Linked DNA regions of Sus scrofa: regions 2, 3, 4, 5 and 6 are each linked to region 1. The links are chromatin contacts, called in public Hi-C and promoter capture Hi-C maps. All regions are on one chromosome and are shown on one strand. Each heading gives the region's core, a stretch centred on a gene start, on an enhancer-like site or on the middle of the called end of the contact. The rest is flanking DNA. Distances are from core to core; before and after follow the strand shown. Region 1 holds the start of ARNT (aryl hydrocarbon receptor nuclear translocator). Region 2 holds the start of ADAMTSL4 (ADAMTS-like protein 4). Region 3 holds the start of MCL1 (MCL1, BCL2 family apoptosis regulator). Region 4 has its middle 17 kb from the start of MCL1. Region 5 holds the start of ENSA (alpha-endosulfine). Region 6 holds the start of GOLPH3L (Golgi phosphoprotein 3-like).

Evidence for each region. Promoter capture Hi-C pulls out the DNA fragments that hold promoters and counts their contacts. Hi-C and Micro-C count contacts between places; a contact is called where the count stands out from the background.
Region 2: a contact with region 1 is called in a promoter capture Hi-C map of fetal liver, with 2.4 times the contacts expected there. The contact joins the promoter of ADAMTSL4 here to the promoter of ARNT in region 1. A contact is called at or near these places in 2 of 5 promoter capture datasets (fetal liver and liver), 2 of 47 Hi-C or Micro-C datasets (epiblast stem cells and heart right ventricle) and 2 of 2 datasets of contacts at active chromatin or transcription factors (alveolar macrophages and skeletal muscle).
Region 3: a promoter capture Hi-C map of fetal liver shows a contact between it and region 1, with 2.9 times the contacts expected there. The contact joins the promoter of MCL1 here to the promoter of ARNT in region 1. A contact is called at or near these places in 2 of 5 promoter capture datasets (fetal liver and liver), 2 of 47 Hi-C or Micro-C datasets (epiblast stem cells and heart right ventricle) and 2 of 2 datasets of contacts at active chromatin or transcription factors (alveolar macrophages and skeletal muscle).
Region 4: a Hi-C map of liver shows a contact between it and region 1, with 2.6 times the contacts expected there. The contact joins the enhancer-like site here to the promoter of ARNT in region 1. A contact is called at or near these places in 3 of 5 promoter capture datasets (fetal skeletal muscle and liver), 2 of 47 Hi-C or Micro-C datasets (embryonic fibroblasts and liver) and 1 of 2 datasets of contacts at active chromatin or transcription factors (alveolar macrophages).
Region 5: a contact with region 1 is called in a promoter capture Hi-C map of fetal skeletal muscle, with 3 times the contacts expected there. The contact joins the promoter of ENSA here to the promoter of ARNT in region 1. A contact is called at or near these places in 2 of 5 promoter capture datasets (fetal skeletal muscle and liver) and 3 of 47 Hi-C or Micro-C datasets (embryonic fibroblasts, heart right ventricle and liver).
Region 6: a Hi-C map of liver shows a contact between it and region 1, with 4 times the contacts expected there. The contact joins the promoter of GOLPH3L here to the promoter of ARNT in region 1. A contact is called at or near these places in 2 of 5 promoter capture datasets (fetal liver and liver), 5 of 47 Hi-C or Micro-C datasets (embryonic fibroblasts, epiblast stem cells, heart right ventricle and 2 more) and 1 of 2 datasets of contacts at active chromatin or transcription factors (alveolar macrophages).

What each region holds. Positions count from the first base shown.
Region 1 is chr4:98,331,581-98,335,190 of Sscrofa11.1, forward strand. ARNT (aryl hydrocarbon receptor nuclear translocator) reads left to right here and starts at 1,879. Exons shown (of 22, transcript NM_001315687.1): 1 at 1,879-2,039. The coding sequence starts at 2,015.
Region 2 is chr4:98,587,533-98,591,142 of Sscrofa11.1, forward strand. ADAMTSL4 (ADAMTS-like protein 4) reads right to left here and starts at 1,723. Exons shown (of 19, transcript XM_013997190.2): 1 at 1,558-1,723; 2 at 973-1,046.
Region 3 is chr4:98,560,124-98,563,733 of Sscrofa11.1, forward strand. It overlaps MCL1 (MCL1, BCL2 family apoptosis regulator), which reads left to right and starts at 1,969. Exons shown (of 3, transcript NM_001348806.1): 1 at 1,969-2,801; 2 at 3,155-3,402. The coding sequence starts at 2,111.
Region 4 is chr4:98,543,387-98,546,996 of Sscrofa11.1, forward strand. No RefSeq gene overlaps it. Among named protein-coding and RNA genes, the nearest start is that of MCL1, 17 kb to the right of the region's middle. Within about 2 kb of position 1,820, at least 18 of the 83 cell types and tissues checked have an H3K27ac peak or open chromatin away from gene starts, as enhancers often do. A contact at or near this core is called in alveolar macrophages and liver, where this site is marked.
Region 5 is chr4:98,525,896-98,529,505 of Sscrofa11.1, forward strand. It overlaps ENSA (alpha-endosulfine), which reads left to right and starts at 2,007. Exons shown (of 4, transcript XM_021089895.1): 1 at 2,007-2,206. The coding sequence starts at 2,153.
Region 6 is chr4:98,468,395-98,472,004 of Sscrofa11.1, forward strand. It overlaps GOLPH3L (Golgi phosphoprotein 3-like), which reads left to right and starts at 2,073. Exons shown (of 5, transcript XM_013997188.2): 1 at 2,073-2,270. It overlaps HORMAD1 (HORMA domain containing 1), which reads left to right. Exons shown (of 15, transcript NM_001194981.1): 15 at 586-1,256. The coding sequence ends at 666.

The DNA of each region.
Region 1 (3,610 bases), core at 629-3,128:
AGGTAGATAGTTCCTACTACTTGCTCTTTGTTGCAAAACTCCTCTATGTCCTAGCTCCTCCCAGCCTCCTCAGAGCAATTTTCTCAGGGTTACTTGAGATGCTGCCTCCAGGGCTTTGGAGTTCTGTCCACCGAATAAAATATAACAATCAACTTTTAGGATGTGCAGATATTTATTTAGTCCTCAATACATAGTTTTAATATAACTTACTATTGGCGAAGTTAACCTTGATTATTTGGGAAAGATGGTATCTGTCAGTTTTCTTCACTGTAACATTACTATTTTCCCCTTTCCATATCCTATTCCTTAAAAGCAAACTCCTAAGCCAAATTCACAATCAAAGGAGGAAAATTAGGGAGTTCCTATTGTGGCTCAGTGGTTAAGGAACCCAACTGGTATTCATGAGGATGTGGGTTCAATCCCTTGCCTTGCTTGTTGGGTTAAAGATCCATCGTTGCTGTGAGCTGTGGTATAGGCTGCAGACACGCCTTGGATCCTGCATTGCTGTGGCTGTGATGTAGGCCGGCAGCTGCAGCTCTTGATTCAACCCCTAGCCTGGGAACTTACATATGCCAAGGGTGTGGCCCCAAAAAGACAAAAAAAAAAAAAAAAAAAGGAGGAGAATTAAGCTCTATCTCCTTGTAAATTTTCACTGCTACTGGTTACACTTCAAGGTACTTTTTTCATCAATGCATTTCTTTTGAGTGAGTGATTTTTCTCTTTTTGGTGAACTGGAAATACAACACAACAAACTGATAGCAAAGAAAATTTTAATTTTAACAAATGTAACAATAATATTCAAAATATGTTAAAATACCTTGGCTGAGTTAAACTATACTGTTAACTGAGAAAAGTGGATCTATGTAATCTTTGTAGGATACATACAAGAATTCAAAGATGCTCAAGAGTGTAATGGGATTTCTGTTAAAATTAGAATTAAATTTCTAATAGACAATTTGTGAAAGATATGTGAAACGGCAGTATGTTGCAGTGCTACACAAAGGGGATGAAGGGAAAATATTCCCAGAGTCAGACTTCTTCAGTTTGCCTCCACCGCTACTTACCAGCTGGGTGTCCATAGTTTAACCTCTTTGCTTCTGTTTCCTTATCTGCAAAACGGAAAAAATAACAGAATCTACCTCACAATGTTGTTATGAGGATTAAATGAAATACTATAAAACGGTTTGGACAGTGTCTGGCCCGAAGTGCTCAATGCTTCCTATTTTTTGAAAATAAATTTGTGCAATATTCATCTTATCAGTTCTCTGCTAAAAACCCGTCACCATGTCCCTTTCATTGATCAGAGGAAGTTATCCCACTCTTAATCAAAATATTTTCTTTATACATTGCCTCTTGTTTTGGCTGCCGATATCTCCCCTACCACACCACAAGCGCCCAGATACTCGAACACCACCAGTTCCATAAAAAGCATTCAAAACTCACTTATCTAACTTTTTTCAGCAGGTACAAAGGTCCTTGAAATAGGAAAAAACTAGGAAGGATTGCAAATCACTAAGTGAAGTTTAAACATATGAGCACCTGAAGAAGATCTACAAAAAAAATTGTCTGCAGAGTGGCCAGCCAGGCGAATCCACCACCCAGCGAAGCTTTTTAGTAAAATTGTTTTTCACTGACGTCACTGGATCTCTGACCTCTAACGCACTAGAGGCGGGATTAAAGAGACAGCTGGACTTCTTCCTTGCCCTCTCTCCTCCTCCGGACCCGCTGGCGGCTCAGTGGCCAGCCCGCCTCCGGTCGATTTGGCATTTCCATTGGCCAGTTTTCCAGAGGAGGCGGGCCTTGGGGGTGACCACGCCTCCTGGGCGGGGTCTCTCCGCCGTAGGGGTTGGGGACGGTGGGGGTTGCTGCAGCCGCCATCTTGGATTCCGCGGTAGCGGTGGCGGCATTACGGCGCCGCGTCTGGGGAGTGGCTCTCCCCTCCCCCTCCCCCCGGTTCGGTGGCGGCGGCTCCTCCCACTGGGGGGGTGGTACAGCGGCGGTGGCATCTGCGGCCATGGCGGCGACTACTGCTAACCCCGGTGAGGAGACGGAGGACTGGTGTGCCTCTAAAGAAGGAGGGGCTGAAGGGGTTGGCAGCTGGGGAGACCCAGGGCTGAGGGGCCGTAGTTGGGGTGAGAGCGCTGGGACGCGCGTAGGCGGTTAGGGGACAGTGGGGGAAGGGAGTGACCTGGGGGAGGGGCCCGACCCTGGGGCACTGGGGAGACCCGAAGTGGAGGGAGGGAGCAGGCGGGTGAGAGTTGGGGAATCCTTGCCCCGAGTTCTGTTGGAGCGGCTCTTGGCGCGGGGCTGGCCCGCCTCCACTCTTGTGGCGGCGTTCTGCTGTGTGGTGTGGTCCTCTTTCAACCCTCTGCCCACTGTGGACCTGCTTGATGCCGAGTAACTGTGGGCAGAGTGGCTCTTTTTACTTTAAAAGTGGTTTGGACTCTTAAGCACTGGACCACGTTGTTGTTTAGCTGAGGTGTGCTTCCAAACGTTTAGGTTATAAAGCCTTGAATTATACTCAATTTCTCTTGAAAAATAAAAAAGCTGTGCCCCTACCCCTCGCCCCGGGGGCTGTCCTTTGAAACTTACATTTGTGTATTAAAGATGCCTCTAGTGTCTGAAGGCGGAGGTTTGTGTAATGCTTGAGTTTCAGGATGAATCTTGCCAACAGCAAGCATCCAGGACCCAAGTTTAATTTGTTAGATGTGGGTCGAAGCAGTTCCCATTCTTTAAGAAAAGTTCAATTTATGCTATATCTCAATGAATATCTCTTCTAAAAGGAGAGCTTGAACATTTCGAAAAAATCTAGTCAGTCATGTCTAAGAGATGGAGTGGCGTGTAGTGCAGCATGTCTAGACAGATCAGGTCTTCACATTCCTAGTCCCAGTCCTCTTTCCACTATGTTACAGTTATTTCTCCCTGGGAAGTATTTCATTTTAGGGATCCCAGTTTACCTTGCTGACCTTGGCCATTTTCCAGAAATCCCTGTCTTTAATAGCCTTAAAAAAGAAGCCAGAGGTGGGGATGAATAATTTGGAAGTACCTTAGTGGGAGGGATTCACTGCCATTCCCTTGTTGAAATTTAAATTTTTTTCCGTGTCTCTGAAAGGGAGTATTATTTTGCAATACCAGGTTTTGCTATTACAGTTGAATCACTGTGAAATTTACTGTCTTTCCTACCATGTTTCTGGGAACAGAAGCTATTTAAAAGGAAGTTAACATTTGTCCACATGGTCAATATCATATTTTTAAATCTTGTTAATTTTTTAGAGGAAAAGGAGATAAAATTAATGGCTAAAATTCCATTGCAGAAAGTGCTGAGTGATGGAATAAAATTGAAAAGATGCGATGATTATGGCAAACCTGACCTTGGAGTAAAATAACCTGTTAACTAGGGAGTAAATAAACAAGATTTTAAACTGATAACACATTGCAAAATACTTACATAACCCTAGTCAAGTCGCAAAGCATTTCTCCTGTTAAGAGGTGGCCTGGGTAAACAAGTTTAGTGCATATGTCAGAAGTTTTTTTTCTAGCAGTGTGGGTGGGGTTGCTTTATTTTGTTTTGTTTTTTAAACAACAGTTACCAGAATGACAATTTCTTGAC
Region 2 (3,610 bases), core at 473-2,972, 260 kb after region 1:
GAGGCCTTTCCACCCCCACTCCTCAGGCTGCTTGGAGCTCTGCTTTCCAGGAAAAAAAAAAAAATGTTTCTGTTGGATCTGAAAGGCACCCGGGAGAGGAATCCAAGGAGCTAATGCCGAGGTGGGCCAGCTCAGGGGCAGGAAAATGACAGCGGGAAGGGCAGGAATGTGCTTGGGGGTAGCAACTCCCAGCCCGCACTCCCCTCCCTGAGACCCCAGGACTTGGGAAGTTGAGGGAGGGGTCGCAGTGGTTGAGCCCGAGCTGCAGGGTCTCTTCAGCTCCTTGGGGTTGGGAAGGGGTTGCTGATGTCTGCTCCTTCCCTTGGCTGGGCTGGCCACTGAGGTCAGCAACTCCACCCTGATGGGGGATCGGGTAGGGGCTCCAGAGAAGGGCCAACGTTCCACCCAAGCCTTCAGCTCTCTGCCTGCCTCTCACTGGAGGGAGGTTGAAGGGAAGGAGAGATGGGGTGATGGTCACTGTCTACCCCTTCTTGCTGCCAGGCCCCTCTCCAATCCCTCTCTGCTTCTGCTCGCAGCTACCCCAGGTCTGTATCTTGCTTTCTCTCTCCATGGGTCTACCCAGTACACATAATCCTGTCCTGAGCTGAGTTTGGCTTTGGCAGTTCCCTGGAGAAGTGAGGGGTGGGGGGTGGGGTGACGTGAGCTCCTGGGGCCATGGCCAGGCCTGGCTCCCTCTCTGGAAAAGTCCTACCCCACCTCCTGCATAGCTGGGCAGGGGGCCGACACCCCCTCCACTGCGGAAACAGACACACATTTGTGTTTTTCACCCTTTTCATGTTCCTCATCTGGTGTGTCTCACCGCCCAGGGTGAGGAAAGGAGAGGTCAGAAGTGGTCACCCTTGGGCCAGGCTAACATTGGTCTAGACGAACCTGGGCTCCTCCCGGCCACACCTCCACACTGGCCAGTGAAGATTAAGGAGAGACTAACCCCTTCACCCCCAGGGGACCCACCTCTGGGAAATGGGTGCCACGGAGGGGCAGGAGGCTGGACAGCAGGTTCCAGGGCTGGCTGGAGAGTCCCTATGCTGAGAGAAAACACTTTGGTTCTCCTTGCACCTTCCACTCCTGAGTGAGGGAGGCCCAACCCGACAGGTGTCCTTCCTTTCCAATCAGGCTGAGTTTGATCACGGGCACCCACCAGCACCCCTCCCATCGTCCCTATCCCCCAACTCCAGGGCCAAAGGACGGGGGTGGAGGGTGGGATACACATCCTCCAGGAGCACCCTTTCAGATGAGGGCAGGTGGCGCCCGGCGCATGCCGCGAGGTCCTGCGTATGTTTTCCGACTTTATGACTTAGTAGGAATTTTGGCCGGGTGACGGGGCCAGCGTTCCAAGGGATCAGACCCCCTCCCCAGGAATCCGGCCCCAGGGACTGGAAGATCTTCCGAGGCTCTAAGAGCTGGGGCCGGGGTCGTGGCTGGGGCGCGACCCTGGGGAGCAGGGAACTCGGGTGGCGCGGGCGCGCAGGGCCGGTGGTCTAACGGGACCTGGGAGAGAGGGCAGCCGGGGCCAGGGGTCCCAGGGAAGGTCTGTACCTGCTCTTCGAGGCCCCGGCGGCCCGTTAACCCCTCTGCGCCCGGGCGCTCTCTCGAGACAGCTTTGCTCCGCGGCGGCCACGGCGGCCCTTGAGCCGGGCTCCGGACTCTGCCGCCTCCGGCCGCGGCTCCGCCCCCGCCACGCCCCCTCTCCGCCCCCACTCCGCCCTCCCGCCACGCGCCCGGCCCGCGCCCCTCGCCGGCCCCCGGGTCTGGGCGGCCCACCCCGAGCCCCCGGCTCGCTAAGGCCACCCACCCAGAGTAGCGGGACTAGCTACTCCCGCCCGGCGCCCGCCGACGGCTCGAGGGGGCGAAGCCGAAGGGGTCCCAGCCCTGTTCGAAGACAGCCATCGCCCCCGGGCACTGTCTCCCGGCCTGGCTGCGGCTCGGGACTCCGGGACCCGGGCCTCCCAGCCGGCTCCGAGTGGGCGGTGCGAGTGCTGCGCCTGCCCTGGCGGGGCGGCCGCGAGGGGCGCCAAGGGGCTGGGTGGTTCCTGTACACCAGCGGCGTGGACGAGCCTCTGGGCCCAGATCTGGGCACTGCTGGGCCGAGATAGACCCGCACGATCCCAGATGCCCCATCGGCGGAGGCCCTCTCCTCCACGCAGCCTCTGGTGCAAGCACACTCTCATCCCTGCCTCTCCCACGTTTGGCTGTGAACCATGTGGTTCTGGCTGCTCAGGGGACCTCTATGAGCCTCGGTTTCTTCTTTTTCTTCTTCTTCTTCTTTTTTTTTTTTTTTTTTTTTCTTCTTTTCTTTTTTGGTCTTTTTAGGGCCACACCAGGGGCATAGGGAAGTTCCCAGGCTATGGGTATAACCAGAGCTGCAGTCCCGGCCAACACCACAGCAACGCAGGGATCCGAGAAGCTTCTGAACCTATGCCACGGCTCATGGCAAGACCAGATCCTTAGCCCGCTGAGCGACGCCAGGGATCGAACCCACATCCTCATGGATACTTGTTGGATTGATTACCGCTGAGCCAGGAGGGGAACTCCAAGCCTAGGTTTCTTCATCCATAAAATTTGACACACAGGGCATAGCGGGAGGAATGCGCTGACTTAGGAGTCAGACGATTTAGATTTGAATCTCTGCTCCAGGACTTGTCAGCTCTGTGGTCTTGGATGAGTACTTCAAACTTTCTGTGCTGCAGTTTCCTCATCTGTAAAATGGGCTTATCTGATTCATATGACAGGCTTGGAGATACGTCTGTCTATTTATGGAAGAATACATCCCAGACTCAAAATTGGAGACAATACCTGGGGAGGGGTTGTGGGGTTAGGAGGCTGTCACTCTATGCTTATATGTTTTTGAATTTTTAACCATGAGCATTATCTATGTCATTAGTTAAAAACAAAGAAAAATAATATATACAAAATGGCTGACAGTAGATAACAAATGGACACTACGATTTAAATTTTTATTTGCCATTTATTCATCAACCGCAGTCGTGTATTATTGAGTCTATTCAGTTTGTTTGTTTGCTGTATTTTTTTGCTTTTTCTAGGGCCACTCCCTCGGCATATGGAGGTTCCCAGGCTAGGGGTCTAATCAGAGCTGTAACCGCAGGCCTACACCACAGCTCATGGCACCGAGCAAGGCCAAGAATCAAACCCGAAACCTCATGGTTCCTAGTTGCATTTGTTAACCACTGTGCCACCACTGGAACTCCTGTTTGTTTGTTTTTGTTTGTTTGTTTGTTTCTTTTTGTCTTTTTGCCATTTCTTGGGCCGCTCCCACGGCATATGGAGGTTCCCAGGCCTAGGGGTCGAATCGGAGCTGTAGCTGCCTGCCTATGCCAGAGCCACAGCAACGCAGGATCCGAGCTGCGTCTGCGACCTACACCACAGCTCACGGCAACGCTGGATCGTTAACCCACTGAGCATGGTTCCTAGTCGGATTCGTTAACCACTGTGCCACGACGGGAACTCCTGTTTGCTTTTTAAGGCTGCACCTGAAGCATATGGAAGTTCCCAGGCTGGGGTCAAATCGGAGCTGCAGCCGCCAGCCTACACCACAGCCACAGCAACGTAGGGCTCCTATTCAGTATTTATT
Region 3 (3,610 bases), core at 719-3,218, 230 kb after region 1:
AGGGAATTTCCACTGCCTCAGGCATGGCCAATAAATAAATGTGAGTAGATTGAGAGAAATTGATGGTGCAAGGGATAACTGCAAGGACTTGAAGAGACAAGGAGATGCGATCCAGTGCACAAGTGAAGAGATTGATCTGGGATGGTAGGGAAGGTTTATTCATTTTAACTGTAGTAATGGCAGACAGAATGGAAACGGGAGAAAATTCACAGATTTGCTGATGAGAAATGAAGTTTTTTTGGAGTTCCTGTTACGGTGCAGCAGAAATGAATCAGCCTAGTATCCATGAGGTTCAATCCCTGGCCTCGCTCAGTGGGTTGGGGATCCGGTGTTTCCGAGAGCTATGACGTAGGTGGAAGACGCGGCTTGGATCGGTATTGCTGTTGCTGTGGTGTAGGCAGGCAGCTGTAGCTCCAATTCGACCCTAGCCTGGGAACCTCCATATGCCACAGGTGCAGCCCTAAAAAAGCAAAAAAAAAAAAAAAAAAAAAGAAAGAAAGAAATGAAGTTTTTCTCCTCTGATTGTTTCCATTTTCTCAGTAAGTTAAAAGCTTAAAGTGAGGCTGGGAGAAGGGAATATGGGACGTTTAAGGATATAAAAGAAGGTGTTCAATAGTCATCTTGGATCACAGGAGAGTGAATCGATTAAGGAACTGCAATAGGATTACTGAACACTTGAGATTTCTGGCTATAAGCTTAAAGTGAAACCAGCAATGCACTTCCTTCTACAGCCTCTGAAGAAGAAACCGCTTTTGCACGCAAATTTGCTCAATCTCTTTCCCCTAAATAAAATCGCGTTCTAGAAAGCAGAGCAGAAAAAGCTACCTCTTCCATAAAGTCTTCCCCTAGCTCTCCTAGCCGAAAGTGAATTTTCCAGCCTCTTAATTCCAATATTAAGTTGTTGATGCCTCCTATATTCCATCTCACATTATGGTTTGTTGCTGTGCAAGATTTTACATTCCTTAAATAGATAAACCATTTCTTATTCACTACAACCGCAGGATGTTTCTCTCCAAACTTTCTGCCCCTTATTATAAAGCTCCATGCTTCTAGGTCTTGCCCAAATACATAATCCTGTGGTACAGGTGCCCTATTTCCTTATTAAAGTGATGTTTTCAGGAATAGGAACCATGCTCACCTTTCCTGCTTCTGTCCCTCAAATACTTTGCTCTTGAATTTTAGCTATTACTAATTTTACAGATCTTTTAGGAAAAACAGGTTGCTTCAATTAATGTTAACTCACATATATGGTATATAACAAGATCCATGTCCTTAAGGGGTTTACCCCTAGATTCAAATGTCTCTTATCAACGTAAGTGGTATCAAGAGTCTCAGAAGATGTAGTGAACGAGTAAGACATATATAAAAAGCATGAGAGAGATGGCGATGGGAGAAAGCAAATAGGGAGACAGGCATAAAATTTAGCTGGAGCAGAACAATTTCGCTTTGCGAATTTACGTAAAAATGATTCTATAGGTCAGTCCATGGAGCGTCCCCGTTTCCACACAATGTTGGAATGAGAGTACAGAGCTGAGGTTGCGCAAAATAACTACATTTTCCCAACAGTGTCCTCATATTCATCCATCCTAAGGCTGTGGTCCCGCATCCGTGGCAGAATTTACTCATCCCTCTTCCTCAATCTCCGAGTGACTCGAGGGTTAGGACTGTGGTGTGGGGGAAAAAAAAAACAACCCTCCGGTACAAAAGCAACAGAAGGGGCTTGCAAATCAGCACTCAGGGAAGCGACGAGGTAGCAATCCCCAGCCGGCCCAGACCGGCACGGGTGAAGAGCGCAAGCCCACCTTGCAGAGGGCTGGAGCCAAGGTTACGTAACGGGCCGCGAGAGGTTCGGAGAGCCGGAAGCCCCGCCCCCCGAACCGCCGGTTAGGTGCCGTGCGGTGCTGCATTCTCCGGAAGCTTCCGCCCCTTGCCCTTTTACGGGGGTTCAATTTTTTTTTTTTTTTTTTTAGAGAGTTGCTGACGCCACTGCGGACTGGTTCTAAAACTGCGATCTAGGAGTGCCTCTCTCAGACCTTACTTCCGCTTCCTTCCCGTAAGGAGTCGGGCCTCCCCCATTTTTCTGCCAAGGTGGTGGCGGCGGCGGCTTGCGATGTTTGGCCTCCAGAGAAACGCAGTAATCGGACTCAACCTCTACTGTGGGGGGGCCGGATTGGGGCCTGGAAGCGGCAGCAGCGCCTCCGCTCCGGGAGGCCGTCTCTTGGCTACGGGAAAAGAGGCCACGGCCCGGCAAGAGGTAGGGGGAGGGGAAGCCGGCATGGTGATTGGCGGAAGCGCCGGCGCGAGCCCCCCGTCCACTCCTGCGCCAGACGCCCGGAGGGTCGCGCGGCCCTCGCCCATTGGCGCCGAGGGCCCCGACGTCACCGCGACCCCCGCCAGACTGCTGTTCTTCGCGCCCACCCGCCTCGCGTCGCCGCCTGAAGAGATGGAATCCCCGGCCTCCGACGCCATCATGTCTCCCGAAGAGGAGCTGGACGGGTACGAGCCGGAGCCCCTCGGGAAGCGGCCGGCCGTCCTGCCCTTGCTGGGGTTAGTCGAGGAGGCCAGTAGTGGCCCCGGCACGGACGGCTCGCTCCCCTCGACGCCGCCCCCGGCAGAGGAGGAGGAGGACGAGTTATACCGGCAGTCCCTGGAGATTATCTCTCGGTACCTTCGGGAGCAGGCAACCGGCGCCAAGGACGCGAAGCCAATGGGCGGGTCTGGGGCCGCCAGCCGGAAGGCGTTAGAGACCCTGCGACGGGTCGGGGACGGGGTGCAGCGCAACCACGAGACGGCCTTCCAAGGTAAGGGGGTTAGTCGTGAAGGCTGCCCTGCTTTTTCTTTCTCTTTAGCTCTCTGGACTCACGCACCTTCGGTGGGTGGAAACCGAAACGAGTCCATGTTGAAACGACTCTTATCCCATTTCTGAAACCAGAATATTCTGGCCGTGAGTCATTGTTTCCGCCCACTTGATTCTTTTGGAAATGGCAGCTCTGTTCAAAGCCCGGAAAGGGTGGGATGTCAATTTTCAAGTGGGAACGGCCTAAATTCTATAGAGCTCAAATAGCGATTTCCCCCGTCGTGGGTGGGCAGGCGAATCGTGCCCTGGTTTAGACAAAGGAGGCGGTGAGAACCTGCATGCTTTTTTTCCTCTCAGGCATGCTTCGGAAACTGGACATCAAAAACGAAGACGATGTCAAATCTTTGTCTCGAGTGATGGTCCACGTTTTCAGTGACGGAGTAACAAACTGGGGCAGGATTGTGACTCTTATTTCTTTTGGTGCCTTTGTGGCCAAACACTTGAAGAGTATAAATCAAGAAAGCTGCATCGAACCGTTAGCAGAAAGCATCACAGATGTTCTCGTAAGGACAAAACGAGACTGGCTAGTCAAACAAAGAGGCTGGGTAAGTTTCATTTAAGGTTGAAAAGGGGACTTGAAGAAGTGGGGATGGAGTGGAGGGTTTTATAGAGAAAGGGGATATCTAGAGGTTTTTACAGATGCACAACTCAGTTTTCGGGCTCTAACTTAATGTACCTCTGAATACGTTGCATCAAAAATTCTAGTTTTATGAAAAGTTTAGGCTATTTTACTGATTGAGTCTTTCGTTTTGG
Region 4 (3,610 bases), core at 570-3,069, 210 kb after region 1:
ATAGAATGAACCCCAGAGCAGGAAGGGTTGCATGCAAATATCTTGGAAAAATAAGGGCCTGAAAATAACACTGTGGAGCCAGGAGTATCTCAGTTCCCCCACTTTATGATATAGGAGGAAAAAACCCTCTAGGTCTGCAAATAAAGCTGAGTCCAAAGATTATAGAGATGGGAACCACTTGTGCAATGAATTAGCCTTAAGTTTCCCAACTTTGATTCAAAAGTGATATCATTCTTGGAAGTTCCTGTTGTGGCTCAGTGGTAACGAGCCTGACTAGTGTCCATGAGGATGCGAGTTCAATCCCTGGCCTTGCTCAGTAGGTTAAGGATCCAGCATTGCCATGAGCTATAGTGTAGGTCACAGGTACGGCTCAGATCTGGCATTGCTGTGGCTGTGGCGTAGGCTGGCAGCTACAGCTCCAATTTGACCCCTAGCCTGGGAACTCCCATATGCTGCAGGAGTGGCCCTTAAAAAAAGATAAATAAATAAATAAGTGGTATCATTCTTGACTGAAGACCCCATGGGGCTATGGAGTCCAGTCTCCTCAGGCCTGCCTCTCAAGGTATGAGTAGAATGTTGAGCATTCCATCTCTGAGAAGACATTCTAGGAAAAAGAGAATGGAACAGTAGTTTAAGTAATGATTACAAAGAGGAATGAGTAAGCTAGACTAAAGTGAAGAACCGGAGGAGGGTCCTTCATTCATTCGTTCATCAAGTATTTATTGAACTCCAGCCAGAGCTTTGTCTTGTTCATTTCTATATCCTCAGCATCAGGAATGGTGTTTGGGGAGTGCCGGTTGTGGTGCAGTGGAAACAAATCTGACTAGGAACCATGAGATTGTGGGTTCAATCCCTGGCCTCGCTTAGTGGATTAAGGATGTGGCATTGCCTTGAGCTGTGGTATAGGTTGCAGACGTGGCTCAGATGCTGCATTACTGCAGCTATGGCATAGGCTGGCAGCCGTAGCTCCAATTTGACCCCTAGCCTGGGAACTTCCGTATGCCACAAGCATGGCCCTTAAAAGCAAAAATAAATAAATAAATGAAAATAAAAGAATGGTGTTTGGGGGAGTTCCCACTGTGGCACAGCAGGTTAAGGATCTGGCATTGTCTGCAACAGCATGGGTTTGATCCCCGGTCTGATGCAGTGGGTTAAGGATCCAGCATTGCTGTAGCTGTGGTGTAGGTTGCAACTGCAGCTTGGAGTCAGTCCTGGCCTGGGAACTTCCATGTGCCACAGGTCCCCCTGCCTCAAAAAAAGAATGGTGTTTGGCACATATATTTTCAATAAATATTTATTTGAGAAATAAATTGTTCACTAATTTGTGTTCAGATTAATCTAAAAAGGAGTTTCATTCATCTAAAAAGGACTCTTTTAAACAGTCTCTAAATGGCAGCAGTAGTGGAAAAGCAGGAAGATGAAACCTCTAATGAGAGGACAATGTTGAAAGGTTACTCCCCACACAAAGCTGGGTTTCTCTTTTGGAAAACTTTTTTTTTTTTTAATGACCCATTCACAGCCAGGTCTTTATTTTTTGGCTGCTTCAAACCATATGGAGTTGCTCGGCCAGGGGATCAGTTAGATCCCCAAGCCACAGTTGCAGCCTATGCCATGGCTGTGGCAATGCCAGATCCTTTAACCCATTGTGCCAGGCTGGGGATCAAACCTGCGTCCTCGCATTGCAGAGACACTGCCAATCCTGTTGTGCCACAGGAGGAACTCCTCTTTTGGAAAACTTCTAGATGAGCCACATGACTAAGAAAGAAGAGGTACAGGCCAAGTGCTCAGAATGTCAACCAAGGATAGCTTTTTCTGTAAAACATTAACGTATGACAGGAAAAGAGCACTAAATACCGGTAACCACATTGTGGTAAAGTGGCCCCTTCAGGTAAGAGAAACATTTTGATATTAACAGAAGTTTAGTGACAGAGGCACTTGGTATTTTTAGATGGACATTTCTTGAACCTTCTTCTGACATATTTATCATGGGTAGATACCAGAAATTAATGTAAAATATGAACTCTTAGTTATTAACTCTTTATTATAACATTTAGATTGAAAAGATTGAACTGAATAGAATTTATACAGTATAAGAACTTTTCTCAAATGATATTGCTAGAACTCCATACCCATTAACAGGCATCATTCTTTTTTATTTTTCCTGCACTCATGGAATGTGGTAGAAGTTCCTGAGCTAGGGATCAAACCCAACCACAGCAGTGACAAGACCAAATCCTTTACTGCTAGGCTACCAGGGAACTCCATATAAATATCATTTTTTTTTCTTTTTCTTTTTTTGGCCGCACCCATGTGATATATGGGAGTTTCAGGGCCAGGGATTAAATCTGAGCCGCAACTGCAACTTACACTGGAGCTGGGGATTGAACCCACACTTCCACAGCGATCTGAGACACTGCAATCAGATTCTTTTTTTTTTTTTTTTTTTTTTTTGGTCTTTTTAGGGCCGTACCTGTGGAGGTTCCCAGGCTAGGGGTCAAATCAGAACTGTAGCTGCTGGCCTACACCACAACCACAGCAATGCCAGATCAGAGCTGCATCTGCGACCTACACCACAGCTCAGCAAGGATGGATCCTTAACCTACTGAGCAAGGCCAGGGATCAAACCTGCAACTTCATGGTTCCTAGTCGGGTTCGTTAACCACCGAACCATGATGAGAACTCTGCAGTCAGATTCTTAACCCACTGTGCCACAGCAGGAAATCCATGAACATCATTCTTGATCACGTGCCAGCTACTTAACTTACAGTCCCAAACCCAATTAGTAACATTAAACTGATAATTACGCTAGTTTTTGGCCATGCTAACACCACATGGAAGTTCCTGGGTCAAGAATACATCCTATGCCACAGTAGCAACCCAAGCCACAGCAGTGACAGTGCTGGATACTTAACCCAATGAGCCACATGGGAACTCCTAGAATATTTATATTTTTAACTGCAGATAAAACTCTTATGGTAGAGAAGTTCCCGTCATGGTGCAGTGGAAACAAATCCAACTAGGAACCATGAGGCTGTGGGTTTGACCCTGATCTCGCTCAGTGGGTTAAGGATCCGGCGTTGCCATGAGCTGTGGTGTAGATCTCAGACGCAGCTCAGATCCTGTGTTGCTATGGCTGTGGTGTAGACCAGCAGCTGCAGCTTGGATTCGACCCCTAACCTGGAAACCTCCGTATGCTGCAGGTGTGGCCCTAAAAACGCAAAGCAAACAAAGGAGGAGAGTCCTGGTTTGATATTAAAGTCCATGTCTGAAACACCTTTTATGACTAGGAAAGTCTGAATCACCCTCAGACTTCCCTCTATTGCACTTCTGAGTCATTTCCTTTTCCAATGACCCAAACTGGGGGGTATAGCCTCATGCAAGAGTTTTGCAACTAAAAGGACATTGAAGATCATTTTGTTCAGTGAAGCTGTGGCCAAGAAATCTGTTGGCACAGCCTCTGTCAAGCAGGTTTTCCTATATTCCAGACCCTCTTCTCTAGAAGCTGACTTCACAAATTGGGACTCCAGCTTAAAAATTATTTTTGTTAGAAGCAAACAGACAAAATACTTGAGTTGGGGAGTTCCTGTTGTGGCTAGAAACAAACCCGACT
Region 5 (3,610 bases), core at 757-3,256, 190 kb after region 1:
CATGTTTCTAGTTTAAATCCTATCTCCCACTTAAGAGTATCACAATGGACTCCTGGCTGGACTGTCTAGTATCTCTCTACCTAGAATTCTAAATGATTTTTATTCATTACCACTAGGTTAATCTTCCTAATGAACTGTTCTGATCTGCGATCTCTGGTCTAAAACCCTGAAATCTCTCTCCTGTTTTATTAAATTATTCACTTATTTTTTGTTTTGTTTTTCATTTTTTATTTTTAGGGCCATACCTGCAGCATATGGAAATTCCCCAGGCTAGGGGTTGAATCAGAGCTATAGCTGCCAGCCTACACCACAGCCACAGCAACTCAGGATCCATGCTGCATCTGTGACCTATACCAAAGCTCATGGCAACACAGGAACCTTAACCCTCTGAGTGAGGCCAGGGACTAGACCCTCGTCCGCGTGGATACTAGTCATGTTGGTTACCGCTGAGCCACAACGGGAATGCCGCCACTTCTTTATCCTGGCATTCAAAGCCCTCCAGGTTCTGGACTCAATTCTATTTTTTTGGCCTTCATGCTGACCCCATCACCTAGAATACCCTTTCTTCCTTCACCTTTACCTGGCAAACTTCTAAATTCTTTAAAGCTGTTCAAATACTCACCTCCATCACAAAGTTTTTTGTTTTTGTTTCTGTTTTGGCAGGGACTCTGAACCTTCCTTTGAACCCCTATACCACTTTTATTAACAGTTTTATTTTAATGCTGACCAGACTTTGCCTCATATGATAAAAGCTGTGTTTTCTATGCTTCTCAAACTTTTCCATTAGAAGTATATCTAATTATACAGAAAAAATGAACGGAAAGCCCCAGGGCTGTCACAATAGGCTGCCTGGAATATTAATTTTTTTTTAGGGCCACACCCACTGCCCACGGAACTTCCTATGCTAGGGGTTGGATCCGAGCTTTAGCTGCCAGCCTATGCCACAGCCACAGCAATGTGGGGTCTGAGCTATATCTGCGACCTACACCACAGATCACAGCAACCCCGGATCTTTAACCCACTGAGTGAGGCTAGGGATCGAACCCGCATCCTCATGGATCCTGGTCAGGTTTGTTACCACTGAGCCACAACAGGAACCCCAAAATTAAATTTTAATGTGAATTTTTCAGTGTTATTATTAGACTGTTTTAATACTTAAATATGCTTTTTGACCAACACTCTAGGAAGATATGTCTATTTAACCTCAAGGATTTAGGGTACACCTGGCACTCTGTGAAAAACCTAACCCTCCCCACATGCCCACTAAACTAAGCTTTCTAGAGCAGACACTGCCTTACTACATATGTATCCCCTGTAAAAACAATACAGTGCCATCTACAGATGCTAAAAAAATACGGTTGAACTCTGACCCAGGATAGGTTAGCAAGTGTTAACTGTATTTACTAAATGTTTACCATGTACCTAGACATTTGTTGTTTCAAAAGAAGCTTATTCTTCATGGGACGACCCTGAACAAGTAAAAAAAACTGTACATAAAAGTAAAACCACGGAATGTAAGCCATCTGTGTTCTGCAAGGCGACTCAGTCTCTCCACATGGCAAGTGACACACTGGAGTAGTGTGGAGTACCACTTTAAAGTCCACTCTGACCTCTAAATTAATTTCTGGAGATTGATCATTTTCTGCTAACACTGAGCAAAGTTTAATCCTCTTTAACTGACAATAAAAGGCTTACATCCTCTCGCCCTGCATTTTGAAGCCCAGCAAAGCCTACTGCGCGCGGGGCGGTGGAGCGGAGGAAGCCTGACCCCACCAGAGCAGCAAAAAAAAAAAAAAAAAAAAAAAAAAAACCTAGCCGTACCGCCCCCTAACAGCCCCCACGGGTTTCCAATTGGTCCCTGTGGTTCATTCCCTTGGCAGATTGGCCTTCCAGCTTGCCCGTCGCTTCCACAGACCCCACATTTAGCTAGCAACTATTGGTAGATCGTTACGTCATTGCCCCATCTATCCTGCTCCCATTGGCTCGCACATGAAGGGGCGGTCATAACGTCACAGGCAAGAGCCGCCATTTTGACTGAGCAACCCTAGTGACAGGAGCCGAACAAGCCGCGCAGGTTGTCCCGTGTCCCCTCCCCCTTCCCTTCTCCAGTTGACTTCCCGGGTCCCCTACACTCCACAGTCCCGGCCCCGCCATGTCCCAGAAACAAGAAGAGAACCCTTCGGAGGAGACCGGCGAGGAGAAGCAGGTGAAATGGAGGGGGTGCGGGCGGGCAAGCTGGGCGACCGTGATGGGGCGGGAGACGATCTCCCACCGGTGCGGATTGGTCGCCATGGTCTCCGGCTCTGCAGGGGTTGGCCGCTTCTTGCGTCGTGCAGGGTGAGCCTCAACAAGGCCTGCTGCTTTGGCGCTGGTTAGTTGGGTGGCTTGTCATTCAGTGTTGTAACCTTTCTGATTGGCCAATGGGTCTTCGGCTCAGCCCTTTGGAGCTGTACTATAATTGGCCGAGCCTGGGCGCGGGGCGGGTGTTTGGAAAGACTCGGTGAATGAAAGGGGGCTGGTGGTCCCAGGATTCTGTGTGTTACTGGTTAGTAGGGGTAAAATGACCCAACATCTAGGCAGGGGCCCGCATTCTAAATCCTCAGAAGATACAGGTCGAGGGAAAGAAGTTTAAAAAGGACCACATTGGGAGAAGGGAGAAGCGGAATTATTATCATGGCTAGTTTAAGACAGCAACTTTCTCGAGAGACCTATTTTGACCACTGGGGATGGCCTGTTGCCCACCTTCAAAGAAGACCGAATAAGATTGAAGAGGACTAGGGCTCTGAACAGAATCACGGAGGTTAATCCTAGAAAAGACACCGAGACAGTAATGACAAAGAAAGACGCCACAATATTCTCCCCAGACTTCCAACTCAGGGGGACTTAGTTCACCCGCAGTTATGCGATGAAAACACGTCAACCTCTTTGGAGATTTGTATTTGACATAACATTTAGTATTGGACTCGGGGATTCATGATATATACCTGGTGTTGTATCTGCCAGTTTTCCAAGAGAAGTGAAAGTAAATCCATTTTAAAAAGAGCCACAGATTGGCTTCAAATCTTTTTTGAAAAGTCACTAAAGAAAAGGGCAGCAGGGCCCACGAAAAGTAAGAAGAGTAACAACGCAGTAAGAGCCCCTGCAAGCTAATTGGGCTCTTGGCATGTTACCCAAACTTCCATCACTTGCCCCACTAGGAAAGATGTTGATTTTTTAGCAAAGCTGGTGGGTAAATGCTAGTGGACCTACTGTATCATGATTTTCCTGAAGTTAAAAACTGTCATTTTAATCCGTTTACTTGTCACCTTCCTATGACAATGTTTATGGAATTGCTGAAGCAATGCTGTCTTGTTACTAAGGTGAAGATTTCTGGAGAAGGCCACAGAGTTATGCTCCTCCAAAGAGAGACTTTTCAGATAACCAGCTTAGAAGGGAACATCTCAGGAGAGTTATCCACTTTGATATCCCATTTGACCTGTATTACGTGTTAGGGACAGCCAAGGAACTTTCCTGTTCATCTTGTATCACCAGAAGCCCTGCTAGCTTTCTCTCTGTCTTTCCTAGCTTCATGTTGAATGAGCTATGACTCGCTCCTTGATTCAAGTATCGT
Region 6 (3,610 bases), core at 823-3,322, 140 kb after region 1:
TTAAGCCTTGGTTTTCTTCTACAAAATCATATTCCAATTTTGTCACTAGTTTTTACCAGAAAAATAAAAGTTCAATAACTCAGAATTTTGTTAGCAATTTTCCTAAGTCATCCTCCCATTCATTCAAGGGTGCATTGAATGTCTAATATTTATCAGGCACTGCTGAGCACCAGTGATACAGAAGCAAAACATGATGCCAAAGTGGAATTTTTCTCTATTCTTAGGTTATTTTTTAATCTTTCCCCTCTCATCCTACCCAAAAATATTTTACTATTTTGAGGACATAATGTCTATCTTTCTAACTACTCCAGCACCTCTAATGAAAACCTTACACTTAGAAGGATGTACTTTCAGCAGTCATCAAAAGATATAAATATGTCAATAATAAAAGTTACCCTACTTTTAAAGAACCCAGATATCCTATCTTAGTGGGAAATAGTATGCTAGGTTTAATTTTTTTTTGAAGAAAGAAGAGAGGAAATAAGGAAGAACTGAAGGAAGGAACATCAGATGTAAAAAAGCTCTAAAATTAAAAACATTTAAACTGGAAAGTATCTATTCTGAGTAGTTGTTTTCTTTTAATAGGTTCTTCATCACTTTGATTCGTCTAGTCAAGATTCAGTGCCAAAAAGAAGAAAGTTTAGTGAACCAAAGGAACATATATAAAAAAATGATTTTCTTCATGTTTGCAAAGTTCTTCACAACATTTAAATGAAAGGACACTATATTACTATTTTAAGGTGTGTTTGCCCTACCACTGAAAACTTATAGGTAGTCTTAAGCAGTTAGTACACTGAAATGAATTCTTAGCTATCATATGATGATCTTTAATCTTATCTGAGACAAATTCAAGAGAACTTTTGAGTAAGAACAAAAATAACCAGTGTTGTAATTTATTCTGTTAATTATCTACTCAATTTGATCTATATTCCATTTGGTGGACATTTCCTTTAAACTTATATTAACTTTTAAGGCCCTCTTAAGCCATTTTTTGAAGTAAATAATGTTTATTTTGGTATTAAATTTTGATAGGAATTCATTTTTTACCTATGTTAAAACCATATAATTTAACTGCCTGTGTTTGTCATTATGTTGTTAAAACAATGTTATTCAGTACTTTGATATAGTGTATTAACATAATAATATATAATGTGCAATTAAAAATTGGTGCTTACTTTTTTAGCATTTTTTACAAGACAAAAAAGACTAAAAGTCTGACATTTTGGGTAGCATAAATAAAACATTGTTCAGCATCTAGACTCGTTCATGGCTTCTAATTTTTATTTAAATAGCAGAAAATGTTTAGGCACTAATTTTGACATCATTTCAGTAGATGTTACTTAAGAGTTGAGCACACTTCCTAGAACTTTTGGTAGTGTGAAAGAAACTGTGTTTTTAGTGAGAAATCTGGGATCTGATTTCAGACTTGACTGTTTCCTGTGCTCTACAAAAGGAAGACTTAAAACTTGTCTGTTTGCCTCTTGCAGTTTCAGCAGCCATATTCTAAAAACATACATTATCCATGAGCTCGCCAGTAGCAAGCACTAATAGAGAAAGTATGAATGCTATGGTAGAAATGTGCCTACCCTGTTTAATATAAACCAAATAAACGTCCACAAACTAACCCAGATCAGGTTTTTCTGGAGCAGGAAAGTTAGGGTTAAGCTAATTGTCGAAAACAGCCAATTTTTTAAATGTGTTCTTAGCTTTATTGGATCCCCAACTATCACACCTAATTGTCCCACTATACACTGCTACAGTAACACACCTGCTACACTGAAGTCAGTTGACCAACAGAAACCTTTGTAGATGGGCAGCTGGTGATAGCTCACGGAAGGCTTTGATTGGCCGGATTAGTGGGGGTGGGGAGTGCAGCCCTCTTTCCTCTCTCTACCAAGGTTCCTTCATTGGATTGACCAGCTGTCAGGTTAAACCCAAACCTGCCTCCTTTCGGTGGTGTTTGTCTGGATCGCAACACAATAGCCGGGGGGGAGAGCCTCCTCTTGTAAGCTCTGATTGGCTGAACTCAGCTTTGGAGCTTTCTGATTGGTCTAATGAAGAAACACCAAGGTAGGTTGCCTAGTGATCCTGAGGAAGCTGATGTGTTATTCCTTCTTTGCATCGAAGGATCAGGAAGTTTGTTCCCTTTGCGTGGCTGAGAAGTTTTTCACCTACTAGGACGGGGGTGGGGGGTGGGGGTGGGGACACGTGTCCTAAAATTGAGCTCAAGCTGCAGCCTGCCTTTGGCGGTAACCCAGGAGTAACGTCAGGTAAGCAACGGGGTGAATACATTTCCTAACATCCAAAAAAACCTCCAAGTTTTTTATTTTATGGGGTGAGGGAGGTTTTTATTTAATTTTGGAGCTATTGGTTTTTTGATTTTTTTTGGCTTTTTCCAAATAGTATTTTTAATTAGTAAATGCCCAGGGGCGATTAACTCCTCAAAGAAAATTTTTTATTTTTTTCCCCCAAAGATTTAAAATTTTTTGGATTGGATTAGGAAATAAACCTGTTCCTTATGCCAGATAGGCTTAGTGCTCTTAAGCAATTGTTTCTTGGTTCTCTTCCTCTTTCACTCTTCCCGCCTCCCACCAAGAGTTATTTGAAATATAGCCTTGTACAGAGAATCTCTTGTAAGTCACTTCATTTGTATTTCTTTTTAAATGTTCAAATGCTTTTCTGAGTATTCATTTTAATCAGTATATATTTATCGAGCAGTTACAACGTTAAAGACATTGTGCTAGTTGCTATGGAGAATATAAAAACCCAAGAAGACAATGTCCCTGCCCTCAAGAAGTTTACATTTGAGAGACAGCCATACCAAATGAAAGACTATAATAAATACTTTAAAGGAAGTAAGTATAAATAAAATTGTATGAAAGTACAGCTGAGGGAGAGACCTGTCCTGGCGATGGGACATATGGGTAATGAAGAAGCAGATTCACTTAAGAATAGGCCTTTGAAGAATGGGTAGAATTTAGAGAGGAAGGGAAAAGGGAAAGAACTTTAGCTTGTAAGAATGAGCGGAGGTGGAATTTAAGGGACATGTTTGAAAAATGGTTTAACAGTACATAATTGGGAATAATGGGAAGATTGCTAGAAGGTAGAATGGGATCCAGTCAGAGAGGCTTTTGAATGCATTCTTTTGATCTTGAAAAAGCTATTCTTTTCAATAATTGCTAGTTTAAAATATTATATTTCATCTTAAAAATTGGCATTTAGATTTATGTGAAGTATACTAACTTTATCACAGCTGATAATGCAGTTACTCTTGACTAGATTTTTACAACTGTAGTGCATGGTATAAAAAGGCTTGTACTTTCATAGTTTTGGTAATTGAGAAAGAATATACTAATCTTTTTTTTTTTTTTTTTTTTTTTTTTTTTTTTGCTATTTCTTGGGCCGCTCCCGCGGCATATGGAGGTTCCCAGGCTAGGGGTTGAATTGGAGCTATAGCTGCCGGCCTACGCCAGAGCCACAGCAACGCTGGATCCGAGCCACGTCTGCAACCTACACCACAGCTCATGGCAACGCCGGATCGTTAACCCACTGAGCAAGGGCAGGGACCGAACCCGCAACCTCATGGTTCCTAGTCGGATTCGTTAACCAG